4 separate regions of the Rattus norvegicus genome follow, and regions 1, 2 and 4 are each linked to region 3. Evidence: chromatin contacts called from public Hi-C data. All regions are on one chromosome and are shown on one strand. Each heading gives the region's core, a stretch centred on a gene start, on an enhancer-like site or on the middle of the called end of the contact. The rest is flanking DNA. Distances are from core to core; before and after follow the strand shown.

What was found. A called contact is a pair of places that touch in the nucleus more often than the background predicts.
Region 1: a contact with region 3 is called in a Hi-C map of liver, with 2.9 times the contacts expected there. The contact joins the promoter of Pcbd1 here to the enhancer-like site in region 3. A contact is called at or near these places in 2 of 12 Hi-C or Micro-C datasets (both in liver).
Region 2: a Hi-C map of liver shows a contact between it and region 3, with 4 times the contacts expected there. The contact joins two enhancer-like sites. A contact is called at or near these places in 8 of 12 Hi-C or Micro-C datasets (the A7r5 cell line, Schwann cells, frontal cortex and 4 more).
Region 4: a Hi-C map of hepatocytes shows a contact between it and region 3, with 2.9 times the contacts expected there. The contact joins two enhancer-like sites. A contact is called at or near these places in 11 of 12 Hi-C or Micro-C datasets (the A7r5 cell line, Schwann cells, frontal cortex and 6 more) and 1 of 1 datasets of contacts at active chromatin or transcription factors (oligodendrocytes).

The regions. Positions count from the first base shown.
Region 1 is chr20:29,579,870-29,583,309 of GRCr8, forward strand. Pcbd1 (pterin-4 alpha-carbinolamine dehydratase 1) reads left to right here and starts at 1,798. Exons shown (of 4, transcript NM_001007601.2): 1 at 1,798-1,838. The coding sequence starts at 1,836.
Region 2 is chr20:29,650,058-29,653,338 of GRCr8, forward strand. No RefSeq gene overlaps it. Among named protein-coding and RNA genes, the nearest start is that of Trnas-aga16, 5.0 kb to the left of the region's middle. Within about 2 kb of position 1,939, at least 7 of the 93 cell types and tissues checked have an H3K27ac peak or open chromatin away from gene starts, as enhancers often do. A contact at or near this core is called in hepatocytes and liver, where this site is marked.
Region 3 is chr20:29,821,716-29,825,032 of GRCr8, forward strand. All of the region lies in intron 17 of Pald1 (phosphatase domain containing, paladin 1), which reads right to left. Among named protein-coding and RNA genes, the nearest start is that of Pald1, 26 kb to the right of the region's middle. Within about 2 kb of position 1,651, at least 4 of the 93 cell types and tissues checked have an H3K27ac peak or open chromatin away from gene starts, as enhancers often do. A contact at or near this core is called in hepatocytes and liver, where this site is marked.
Region 4 is chr20:29,953,022-29,956,403 of GRCr8, forward strand. It overlaps the pseudogene Csrp2-ps1. Among named protein-coding and RNA genes, the nearest start is that of Lrrc20, 11 kb to the right of the region's middle. Within about 2 kb of position 1,925, at least 34 of the 93 cell types and tissues checked have an H3K27ac peak or open chromatin away from gene starts, as enhancers often do. A contact at or near this core is called in hepatocytes and liver, where this site is marked.

The DNA.
Region 1 (3,440 bases), core at 548-3,047, 240 kb before region 3:
ATGAAGCAGCAATGAAGATAATGTTATGGCTGGGGTCACCACTTGAGGAACTGTATTAAGGGCCACAGCGTTAGGAAAGCTGGGAACCATTGCTTTGGTTTGAACCGCCTTTCAAACAGTGTAGTCCTTTTCAGGAACTTTCATTCACAGTCTAAACAGTGAGTTCAGAGGGTTGTCAGTCCGAGACCTGAGAGTTGTAGAAGACTCTAGAGAGAAAAGGAAGCCCCACTCCCAACAACTAACCTATACACAATACCTTCCAGAGCTACGGAACTAACAATATACTTAGTCATGAAAACAAGGAGTTCTTGGAACATGAACATGGGTGAAAACAAGGAACAAGGGTCGAGGGAGAGATGGCTCAGCGGTTAAGAGCACTGTCTGCTCTTCCAGAGGTTCTGAGTTCCATTCCCAGGAACCGCATGGTGGCTCACAACCATCTGTAACGGGATCTGATGCCCTCTTCTGGCCTGCAGGTATATATACAGAAAGAACACTCACATGCATAAATAAATCTTTTAAAAAAGAAAGGAAAGAAGAAACTGGGACATGGACGGACTCCAAAAACAAAATGAGGTAAATAAAAACTAAATAGTTCGGATGCATGGGGATGTCTAGAAAATGCAAACGGATCCACTGCAATTGAAGAGTGCTGGTTTAGGGGGAGCCCTGGTAGAGAGAGGACACCTGGTAGCGCAGGGAAAGGTCAGAGCTGATGTTCCTAACCCATGCCTAAGAGAAGCACATGTCCCACCATGTTACTGGGGTTATTAGGGTCAGAGCCTGGGCCCTGGCAGCTGTGATAAGCCAGGCTCAGCCAGCTGCTCTCTATATGCCAACTAAAGAGACAAGTCACAGCAGAGGGACTGGGGGGAGGGCTCAGAGGTTCAAAGCACTTACTGCTCTTGCAGAGAATCTGAATTTGGCTCCAGTACGCATATCAGGCAGCTCAAGACAGCACGTCATCCAGTTCCAGGGGATCCAGTGTTCCGTTCTGACCTCCTTGGCAGCTACATGCATACAGTGCACAGTGCACATAAACCTGTGCGCCCACACAAACGTACATTTGAACACACACACACACACACACACACACACACACACACACACACAAATAAATCTTTTTAAAAATTAAAACATGGAATTCAAACACCCATATTCAAACTCAATACAGCCATACTGGGAAGAGAAAGGAAGAGGTTTAGGATCCTCCAAGTCCGTCATCTGGGACCTAATATACGGCTCAGGGTTAAACAGAGGGCAAAAGGAATGCCTTAGTAAACAAGGTGGTCTGGGCAAGTTGTCAGAACGGTGTAAAATCTTTCCAGTAGACAAATTTCTCTTCTGGCTGGTTCAGGACCTCAGCCTTTCCCTTCTCCTAACATGCCTCTCCTGGGGAAGTTCTGATTTCTTGGGGTCCATTGTTTCAATAGTCTGATAGCCCAAGGGAGGGACACATTGACTCCCTTTAGAATATCTTCTTCTCTCCTGATAAGATGGTTACGACTGTGCACTTTGTGTATGTGCAGTCCAGTGTATGTGACATTTATCTGGGTGGCTTTTGTTGTTAATATAATAGGTCAGGCAGTCTGGTGCCCAGAGTCCTCCAGCAGACAGGGAGCAGAGGTACAGAGGTGCCAAAGCCTTTGCCTGGAGCCCATCACGCAGCCATGCTCATAGAGCACAGGGCATAAAAAGCGCTGCAAGGGCGTGGAGTAAGGAGGACCCACGTTAATAATTACCCGCGGCCACCGGATCTCTGCCCCGCCCCCGCGGTGGCCTGCTGCCTGCCAGCCGCTCTCCCTCGCTGACGCCACCTGCTTCCCGCACTGGACATGGTAAGCGCTGGAAGTCTGGTGAACCCTGAGAGGGGGCCTGGAAGCGGGGACTAGGGCTCCGATGCTGGGGGTGCGGGTCACGCTGAGCCTCCCGCAGCGCCATCGAGCCAGGCTAGAGTCGCCTGGCCTTCCTTAGGGGAGCTGAGGTGCAGGTTCCGGAGGTGGCTTTGGCGGTGGGCCTGGAAGACTAGCTTGTCCTAACTCCCAGGCCCGATCTGCTGGCTGGGTCTGACAGGGTGTGGCAGCAAGGCAGGTCTCCGTGGCGCTGTCTGGTCCTAAAGGCTAGCTGGTCTCTTGAGGTGCCAGATTTTTTTTGGGGGGGGGGGACTCAGTTCTCTCTGCACCCCAGTGCTGTCCCTGACTTTATGCCCCGCCCTAACACCTAGTTAAGGTGCTGTGCCCCACCTTGGTTGGGTGGTGTGGGGGTGGGTCAGGATCTTAGGTCCCTTGGAAAGAGGCCCTCAGACCTCCCTGCAACCCTTCCCAAACAGTGAGGTTCCAGTGATGGGAGGGTGTTTTGGCAGCCTGGGAAGGCTTGGAAAGAGTCATTGGGGACCAAAGACACACAGGCTTGGATAATCAGTAATCCTGCAACCCACGCTAACAGAGGCTGACAGAGCTTTGCTAAGCAAATAAGGCTCTTACCCCTCTGACCTGAGTTCAGAGGGTTGTCAGCCAGAGACTTGGTTCTGGAAAATTCTAAGAAGTACCACCTAACACACACACACATACACACACACACACACACACACACACACACACACACACACACACACACACACACTTCTGGTGCCCTTCGGATACCCAGTTGCCTGGTTACCAGGGTCCAGCTTATCAGCCACTGAACGGGCAACACTGGAAAGACCCCCCTATTAACCTCAGTGTAGATCTCTGCACTGAGGTGGAGCCCCTTGTTTCGGAGAGCACACACACGTGAGGTTCTGTAGGTTCCACTGCTGGCCTGTGACCTGTCACAGGTCTCCTTCTTGCCCTAGGGAGTGTTTTTTAAATGAAGCTGACTTTCACTTTATAACCTTGCATCCCACTGGCATCTCTTGGTCTAAGGAGTGGGTCTCATCCCCTTTACCCAGGAAGCCAAGGGACCATTTGGCCCACCCACCCCAGGGTACTGAAATGATGGGTGGCTTGCAGGGCACAGTTCACCTTCCTCCGGCTCCCCAAGCCAAATTTGAGTCATTGTCTGTAGTTTAAAACTGTGTCCCTAGGTGATCTATTTCACAACCCTAGCTTGTTAGGCTCATGGCCCCACGTTCCTCTAGAGGATAGAACTGACGCTAACTTCTGTTTTCTGGAGGGTCCACTCAGGACCTGACCTGGTATGTGCTGAGGGTCACACCGTGGGCACTTTGTACAACAGGCTTATGAGCTTGCCAGGTGCCCTTGACAGACTACTTCCATGTTTGGTCTGGGCCCTGTGGTCCTTGGTTCCTGAGACAGCCGCCCTGAGAGCCTCACCCTGACAGCTGTGGACTACACAGGGGCATGGAGGAAGCCAGTATTCACAGTGACTAGAAGGTGGCAGAGACTCATCTGGGAATGTGTTTGAATGGGTTTCTGCATCCAGCCCCAGGGCTATAGCTC
Region 2 (3,281 bases), core at 689-3,188, 170 kb before region 3:
ACTCTCCATACATTTTCTCAATTTTATTTACTAACCTATATTACTTATTAGTTGACTATTCTAAGACAGAATCTTGTTATTTTATTTTATTTTAGACAATGCTGGCAATCCCATCCAAAGACTCACACCTGACAGGTAAGTGCTGCGCCAGTCAGAGCCTTACACTGCATAGCAAGCACTTTATCAACCGAGCTTTCTCCCCATCCCTAATGGGCTCTGCCTTTAACTTACTGCAGCACAATAGGGGCCTCTCCCTTAACCAACACATTTCTGGTTTTATGGTTTCCCGTAAGTCCGAATCAGTATGCCGGTAACCAACAAGGTGGTGTCTGGTGCTGATGCTGAGACCGTCTCTGTTGGGGATGAGTTATGCCCTTGACAATCCCTGTGTTGAACTCCTAACCCTCAGGTTCCCAGATTGTAACTATTAGAAAATGAAAATTATTGTAGACATCGTGTAGTCGCTGGACAGGCTAGGTGCCTTGCCCCAATGACTGATATCCATCCTTAGGAAGGGTTAACTGATGGTCAGCTAGAGGCTTAGCAGGCAGAGACGCGTGTTACTCAGACAGACTGAGTTGGATACCTCAGAGCCCATGTAGAGGCAGAAGAAGAGAACTGACTCTGTGAAGTTGTCTTCTGACTCCATGTACCCCATCCCCTAACACACACAGACACACACATATACCCCATGTATGTGCACACACAATAATCCTTTATTTAAGTTAAATTTTAAAAAGGAGAAATTTGAACAGACGTGAAATGGAGCTGATGGGTTTTATAAGGCAAAAGTGCTAGGTCACCGGCAAATCGCCAGGAGCTAAGAGATAGGAAACACCTTTCTCCTCCGCCTTCAGAAGCACCTACACCTTCCCGGCACCTTGACCTTTACCCTCAAGAGCTGCGAGACAATAAGTTTCTGTTTATTCACTGCTATTTTATCTCAGCATCATACTTAGCAAACAGAGACCTAGATTTTCAAGCTGCACAGCTGATCCTGTCCTGCCCCACACCTTCGCGTGTTATAAAAGTCCAGTGCTCACACGTTATAAATGTCTGCAATGCAAGGGTGTAGGGTGTGGGGATCTTTAAGAAGCAGTTAGGCCATTGGAGCTGTGCCCATGTGCGTAAATACCTAAGGTTGACATCATCATCAACTTTAGCCTTCTCTTGCTCTCTGCCTCTCTCTGCCCTTTCTGTTGCCCCTCCATCTTGGACTTCCAGCCTCGAGCATCCAAGAGCCGATACATTTCTGAGTGTTATAAATCCCCCAGCGTCAAGAAGAACCCCAAGCCTGGATAAGTTTGCAAAAGAGATAGGATAAATGCCAGGGCCATTCTCGGTACAAAACAGCTTCTTGTTCCCTCTGAATATCAGTGGGGAGACTGGGTTGGGAAGTGTCCAGAGCACCATGGTAGCCACTGCCTACCTGCGTCCTGAGGGACAAGTAGCTTGAAGCTGGCTTTTGTAGACCAGCTCGAAGGGACTGCTGTTCTCCTCAACTACCTGTTCTAAACAGGAAGCAGTGTCGCAAGGGGGCTACTTGGACCTGCTGAGAGGCAACTACTTGCTCAAACACAGGGCAAGGGTCCATTCTTACTGTCTACCGCCCATTTGAGCATTTCAAAGGTTCCCATCACAGTCCACAGGCTGCCTATTCAGACCTCTCCCATTCCTCACTATGTACCATTGAAGAGTCAGCTTAAACTGGTTTCTTTTGTGAAGCCATACAAGTCACACACACACACACACACACACACACACACACACACACACACACACACACACACACAAATCAAGCAAACTGTTTACAGCAACAAGGCCTGACTCAGGACTCCAGGGAAGCCTTACTGAGTTTCTGTTTGAGAACAGAAAGCCCTACGGGGATTGCCCAACGTCTCTGCAACATCACAGCCATGAAAACAAACTAAAGCCAAGGGCTGTTGGCAGAGTATCAGTCACAGGACATGCATCAGTGAGGGTCAACAGAGGTAGCCTGGGCCTTCCCCCAAGCCATCGGAAAGCTCTTGGCTGGGAAGATAACGTTCATGGTAATCAGAAACAATCATCTTCCACATCAGAGTATGGTACCAATCTGTCAACGAAGCCCACCATATCTGAAGGAGACATCAAAGAGAAAGGAACCATGATTTCCCTTCTCCCCCTATGTCCTCCTCACCTTTAGACTGTGCTCCTGCATGTGCGTCTATGCACCACCATGTGCAGAGCCTGTGAAGGCCGGGAGAGGGCATCAGGTCTCCTAGAACTAGAGGGATAGACTGGGTCCACTTGGAAAGTAGCCGGCACTCTCAATCACTGAACCATTTCTCCAACCCATCGATCCCCTCACCTTTCTTTTGAGCCCATTTTGTGACGGAGCTCATAAATGATTCTGGGCCCAGCCTGTAGAGCTAGGCATGGGAACTGAAAGACCACCAGGGTGGGGAAGACCCCCACCCAGATCTCGAGACAACGCAACCCCCCAAGAACTCACGAGAAACCAGTCTTGATGTAATGAACAAGAGGTGTATTTAAGGAACCAGAGCTCTGGGGACGACACATGTCTCACACAGGAGACAGGAGTCAACCCCGAGCCCAATTAGGGGAAGGTATTTATAGGGGAAAATTACATAGGCAGTTGGCAACAGTCACACAAAGCAACTTCATTGGTTGGTTTACATTGGCACTAACTTGGGCTCAGTTCAACTCTAAGCCACCCTGCTTCTGGGGCAAGCTGACCCTAGTTCTTGCTTTTCTCAGGACTGTTGAGTCAGGCCTTATTGAGGCCAGATGGTTTGTGGTGGCTATAGCCAGGCTACATCCCCAAAACATGCTATATTATTCTTTGCTGTGAGGTGTACTTGTCCTCACAGCAGGGTCAGTGGGGGATAGTTTAAAATCTTTATTCTTTCAGAACCAATTCCAAATATCTGGCAAAAAAAAAAGTGTTAGACACTGCATGACTAGAACCAGATAACCTGGAAGTCTCCAGAAAACAATATTTCATGCAGTATTCAGAACTTGCCAGTCAACAGAACTGCACCACAAGGGAAGAACTACACCACTGGCAAGCTAGGGCCAGTGGTGGAGTTACTTAAGGCATAGCACAAAAGGGACAAGGATCCAGGGGTGCAGTAGATAAGTGGATTAGATAAATATCTGAAACCGATTGATTGATTGATTGGTTCGCCCATTCATTGCTGATACAGGTGCTGTAGCGGGCGCTTGACAGGTGAACACAGAACAAACCAGCCCACAGAGCTACCACACAGACCAAGGCC
Region 3 (3,317 bases), core at 401-2,900:
CTGGAGACCCATTACCTGCTGGAATGAGGACTCTGGGGACAGCATTGGCTGTCAGAGGCTGAGAAAGACCAGCCAGGGGCTCAGCGCCTGAGGCAGCCGACCTTCAGCTTTTCTTAGGAAACAGCCTTAGTTCCTGGGGCGCTGAGCTCATCTTTCTGTCTCGGGCAGCTCTCGGGTTCTATAGGCCTATTCCACAGAATGACAAGCACACAGGAGCTATGGTGGCTTCCCCCATAGCCCATCCTCTTACTGTTACCATGAAATTGTCCCCCGTGTCCGCCACCCCGGAGGGAAAGGAATGTAAAAGGCCAAGTGGATGATAAAGCTCTGACCCTGCTTCCAGTCTACCACAGATCTCCCTCAGGCCTGTTTCTTCTTCAGTTAAATGAGTCTACTAGAACCTGCCCTGACTTCCTGTCCTCCTCACTGAGATCTGGAACAGACAGGCTTCTAAGTTCTCAGAGAGGCAAAGCGGTATGGTCTCCACAAAGCATTCTTCAGAAAGCAAAGGCGTCTGCAGCCAGCTTTGCCTCAGCTTGTTCTCAAACTCATTCTGCAAGGAAGAGAGAGGGTGCTACAGCCTGCTCTAAATACAGACGAGTAAGAGCGACTGCCGACAGCCAAAGCCAGGTTCCGAAAGTGCCTGCTGGCATTAATGTGTCTAACAGAGTGTCCTTAGACGTTTCTATCATAAATACTTTCCCCTTTCCAAGTCCAAAAGGAAACAATCGATTACCAGCTAGATCAACCTGGGGGCTGCTGGCCATGTTGGAATACCTCAGTAGGGCCCAGATTCCTCGTACTGCTCCCCGCTGCCTCATGTCCATGCCAACCCCACAAAGTGGCTCATGTCAAGAGACCATCTCTCCCATTCTACTTCTGTGTGAGGCAGGTAGGTATTTAAAAAATGTTTATTTGTGTGTTGGAATTGACCCTGTGACCTTTCTAAGTCTAATGCACCCTCTGCACCCTAGGATCCATTATATTATGCCAAGTCTAACATGTCAGCCTCGAGCAGTGTGGGCACACGTGAATGTGTACAGAGGTCAGGTCAGAGAGTCTATCATCTCCTTCCACCATGCAGGTCCAGGAGATAAAAGTCAAAATACCAGTCTTGGTAGCAAGCGAGCTTACTCACTGAGCCCTTAAGGCGGTTCTTAAAAAAATTCTGTGAGGGGTTGGGGATTTAGCTCAGTGGTAGAGCGCTTGCCTAGGAAGCACAAGGCCCTGGGTTCGGTCCCCAGCTCCGGAAAAAAAAAAAAAAAAAAAAAAAAAAAGCTAACAGAGAGACCTTGTCATGCGCGGACGGGGACACACACGCGCGCGCGCACACACACACACACAATGGCTGGGCTAGGTCTCTAAGGTCAGGAAACTAAGGCAAGTGGAGGTCGATGTGGATAAGCCAGAAGGACTTAGGTATTTCCACTTGGCATACTTCATACAACACCAATCACAGTGGTATTGTCCTCAGCCACCACCGTGAACTGCTCAGGAGCTGAGGCATTTGTGGGCCTCTCTTCACCTCGTTAGAACACAGCCTAGCACAACCTTCTCCTCGGTCTGACTCAGTGTCGGCACACACCAAGTGAGGCTAGCCTCAGACACAGCCCACTGAGTACTTAGAGCCTACACTGCCCCACCTGTGAGGAAAGTGTAGCGCACGTGTACAAAGGTCAGAATGAAGAAGCTAAAATGAAAGTCACTGCAGCCCAGCTCAGCAAACTCTGGGAGCCGCTCTGCACCCCTGGACCATTTATATTACACCACGTCTAACAAGCGAGCCTCGCACAAAATTCCTAGCTATCCATGGGGGGGGGGAAGGGGGGCGCACAGCGGCACACAGACCACTCCTTCCCACTTCTTCCCATGAGAGAGTAGTGACCTCCCATTTTCCTGCTTCTCTGTGGCCCTGGGGTCACTTTATTGCCAAAAGCAATCCCAATGCCAAATGCCAACCACATGTTCTTAACCCCTTCCGACTAATGTGTGAGTGGATTGCTGAAGCAGGCAGGGGGCTGGGAAAGACCAGCTCTGAAGGGTGAGGGGCAGAAGCCAAGTTGCCACACGCTGCTGGGATCTTTACAGCCTTGAGGTTGCGTTCTGCTGGGAGAACCTGAGATGGACAGAAGGTCGAGGGAAAACTTGAAGTGGGTAGAAAGCTGACTGGCACATTCCCAGGCAGTGAGTCTGATGGAGGAGGTACATCCCCCCCCCATGGAGCCCGGGCCCATGTCCTTCCGGAGTTGAGTAGCATCTCTGACCCCCACGAGGAGCCCACTGGCTTACTCGGTGCAAAGCTTGGCAGGCGCCGGCAGAGACCAGCTGCGGACCTCCACTTTAAAACCAGAAGGCAGGGGCTTGACTAAACCTTAAGATACTGAAGGTAAGACCCAACTGCCAGTTCCTAGGAGTCAGTTCATAGGGTGAGTTGGAAAAGAGATGGCCCCCATTCTAGAGCCGCAGCAAGCCTCCCCTAGGGCCATCTAGAGGTCGTGAGCTCAAATTCAACATAGACCAGAGAGGGGCATGAGTCCCATGCCCGCTCTGCCACAAACTCACTAGGGACTTCCTGCGGCCTGCCTTCCCATTCCATGGCCCACGGCCTTGTCTGTGACCACACACTGGACTCTGAGGGTGTTTTGAACTCTGAGCAATGTTAGAGGACACTGGTCCCAGAGATGGATCCTCAGGGCTCTCCCTTCTGCTGAGTGTTCAGGTCTGCTGCCTACAGCCATTTTGTTCCATGCCCTCTGCTTAGCTGATCCAACTGGAAGACAGGGAGCGATCGTATGGGCTGGACTGATTAACAGTAGCAGCTCCACAGGTGAGACCCCTACACGGAGTCTGTCAGCCAGGTGAAAATCTGCTCAGGCAAATATAGACTAGGGGCAGGAGATAGAAGCGCCAGTTACTGGGGAAGGTTCCCCCACCCTCACCTTTGACTTAGGTAAATTGTTTGGGCCAAATGGAATAGGCACCCAAAGACTGCCAACATCTATGTTGCCTCGTTCTCTGGGCCTTTTTGTATATCAGACCCAGAGTACAGAAAATGGTTTAGCCACCCTTCACTTCAGATAGATGTCTGGCTCTCAAATGGAGACCCTGATTGTGGGGGACAAGGTATGTACTTTTATGCTACATTAGGGCTGTAAAACATTAGCTCTCTCGGTAACTGGCCACAGCAGGGCCTCCTAGCATGAGAGTCACAGCACCTGTTAAGGGAGATGACAATTTCAAATGTTTAAGCCAACAACGGCTAATATAAGAGTTTGTTTAGCTACTCCCCTGGCCTCAGAGAAAGTGTTGAGTCAATG
Region 4 (3,382 bases), core at 675-3,174, 130 kb after region 3:
TTGGTGCCTGCCGGCTGCAGCCCTGCCTTAGGGTTCAGTGCTAAAACAAGCTTATCCACATGGAGCTCCCAGATGGCTATGGGGCCCACCAGCCTTGGCGACAATTCCTTGTACCCATGTCTATTGGACAGTTCTGGACTGGGCCGTTTATCTATAGTGTCAGTGACTGGCCATGTATGTTGGGTTGTGTTACCATTCTCTCTTCCACCGCTTTCCATTTCTCTGGGAATCGATGAGAAGCCCCTTTGGGTGCTGGAGAAATGGCTCAGTACTTAATACTTACTTACTGATCACACCCAAGACCCAGGTTTGATTTTTTTTTTTAAAGATTTATTTATTTATTTTGTATATGAGTACACTGTAGCTGTCTTCAGACACAGCAGAAGAGGGCATCAGATCCTATCACAGATGGTTGTGAGCCACCATGTGGTTGCTGGGATTTGAACTCAGGACCTCTGGAAGAACAGTCGGTGCTCTTAACCACTGAGCCATCTCTCCAGCCCGATATTTTTTTTTTTTTTTTTTGGGTTCTTTTTTTTTCCGGAGTTGGGGACGGAACCCAGGGCCTTGCGCTTCCTAGGCAAGCGCTCAACCACTGAGCTAAATCCCCAACCCCGATTTTTTTTTTTTTAAGATTTATTTATTTAATGTATATGAGTACACTGTAGCTGTTTCAGACACACCAGAAGAGGGCATCAGATCCCATCACAGATGGCCGTGAGCCACCATGTGGTTGCTGGGAATCAAACTCAGGACCTCTGGAAGAGCAGGTACTGCTCTCAACCTCTGAGCCACCTCTCCAGCCCCAGGTTTGATTTTGATCAAAGATCCAGGTTTGATTTTGATCAGTCACGACTGGTTTTTTGTTTGTTTGTTTGTTTGTTTTGTTTGTTTTTTTTTCAAATCAAACCAAAATTTTATTCCAAATGTAAAAGAACGCTTTTTTTTTCTCTTCTTTTTTTTTTTTTTTCGGAGCTGGGGACCAAACCCAGGGCCTTGCGCTTGCTAGGCAAGCGCTCTACCATTGAGCTAAATCCCCAACCCCCAAAAGAACGCTCTTAAATGCTAGTGAACCAGCAGGAGAGTACAGTGCTTCCTGTCCAGCCCGGTTGTGCACATAGAGTGTGATATACAGTGCTGAGTGCTGGCCGATGCACAGTAGTGAGCGCTGTAAGGCCATCCATGTTTTGGTAATGGAGATTCTTTGTCATGCTTACTGGGTTTACCCCGCTACTGAGCATGAACAAGGGCCCCTGCTCCTTGACCATAGCCGAATCCCTTGGGCCCAAAGTTCTTTGAGTAGCACCCTTTACAGTAGATTTCACCTTCCTTCTCAGTCAGAGTTGTAGACTCCAGACTCTTCCCACACTTGGCACATCGGAAAGTTTTTGTGCCAGGGCTTTCCAGCTCTAATGATCTTCTCAGCAGCATACACAGAATCCCCACACCTGGAACACTTCTCAGCACCTCCATATTTCTGGGCAAATTTAGAAGTGTTTGGGTTTGTTGTAGGCCTGTGAGGTTGAGCACTCTCTGGCTTGATACCCAGCTTCTCACGACGGCCCATGTTGAGCGTGCCAGCGCCCTGGCCATAACCATAGCCTTTTGGTCCATACTTCTTTCCGTAGCATGATTTGCAGTAGATCTCTTCATCATGAATTGCCACTGTTGTGCTGTCTAAATATTTCCTGCAAACCATGCACAGAAAGCAGCACCGGTGGAAGCTCCGCCCGTCACACTGCACCTCTTCAGCATGGTACACCGTTCTCCCGCAGGCCCCGCACTTATTTCCACTGCCCCAGACAGGCATTCCGAGCGGGAGGCCGGAGCACGCGGCGGGAGGAACTAGCGAGATCCAGACAGAGGAAAGCCGCGGGCGAATCCGGAGCCAGTCACGACTATTAATGTCAGAGGATCTGGTGCCCTCTTCTGGCTCCCGTGGGCACTGCATGCGTATGACAGGCATGCCGGCAAAAAGCCCTCCTCTCTCTACAGTCACCACTAGAGTCCACCCTGTTCTCACTCGACTTCTCCTGTTGGTCTGATAGTCATGCTGTCCTGGGGCCTTTGCACGTGCTACTCTCTTTGCTTGGTTGTCCCTTTGTGGCAAACAAACCTCAAGGTGAATCTCAGGATCCCGCCTCCTGGTGACGCACCCGCAGTGGGCGGTGCCTCAGACTTCGTACTAAATAACAGCAAAAGTGCAGGAGGCCATTGCTGACCTTAAGTTACTTTCCGCTTCTCCTATGTTCAGTCTATCCTCCGCTTATTGGGGTGCATAGATGTTTCCTTTGTATGTTCCCTAGAAAAGTCATATCACATGCAGGAGCAGAGCACTTACCTAGAAAATGCTGTGGTCCCAGGTTTGTCTTCAGTCCAAGCCTCCCTGGCCACTAGCTTGGAAGATGGTGGCTGCTAATTGAATAGAGTCGCCGCACTGTAGCAGTAATGGCAGTAACCTTCTGCCTGGAGTAGGACATCACTTGGCTGTTCTATGTGCCATTCTGCAGAAAACGGGTTGCCCTTCTCACTGCAGGACACCCCCTCTAGCCCCATCCCCCAAAAAGGGCAATGACTGGGTGTTCACACAAAGAACACTTCACACTGTATCTGTATCTGTATCTGTATCTGTATCTGTGTCTGTGTCTGTATCTGTATCTGTGTCTGTGTCTGTGTCTGTGTCTGTGTCTGTGTCTGTGTCTGTGTCTGTGTCTGTGTCTGTGTCTGTGTCTGTGTCTGTGTCTGTGTCTGTGTCTGTGTCTGTATCTGTATCTGTATCTGTATCTGTATCTGTATCTGTCTGTATTTGGAGTCATCTCTGATAACTCCACTAGGGGGCGCTCTGAACCAGGTTTGCCTGAATTCTGCGGTAGTCTTTGTGCCCCATAAATTAAGGGAGTTTGGGAGGCAGGGTTTGGAGTTTCAGACAAATAGCTACTCTGAATCGCCCATGATCCTGCACGCCACCTGGATAAATGTATTCAGTCACCAAGTTTGAGCTGTGAGAATATTTCTAAAAAAAAAAAAAAAAAAGGGCTGGGGAGATGGCTCAGCGGTTAAGAGCACCTGACTACTCTTCCAGAGGTCCTGAGTTCAATTCCCAGCAACCACATGGTGGCTCACAACCATCTGTAAAGAGATCCGATGCCCTCTTCTGGTGTGTCTGAAGACAGCTACAGTGTACTTATATATAATAAATAAATAAATCTTTAAAAAGAATATTTCTTTGGCCTGTACCTTCCTCATTTAGAAATAGAACTAACTCTCTATCTATCTATCTATCTATCTATCTATCTATCTATCTATCTATCTATCTATCTATCTATCTATCTATCTATCTCTATCTCATGTAGCCCAGTCTAGCTTCTAACTCACTCTGTAA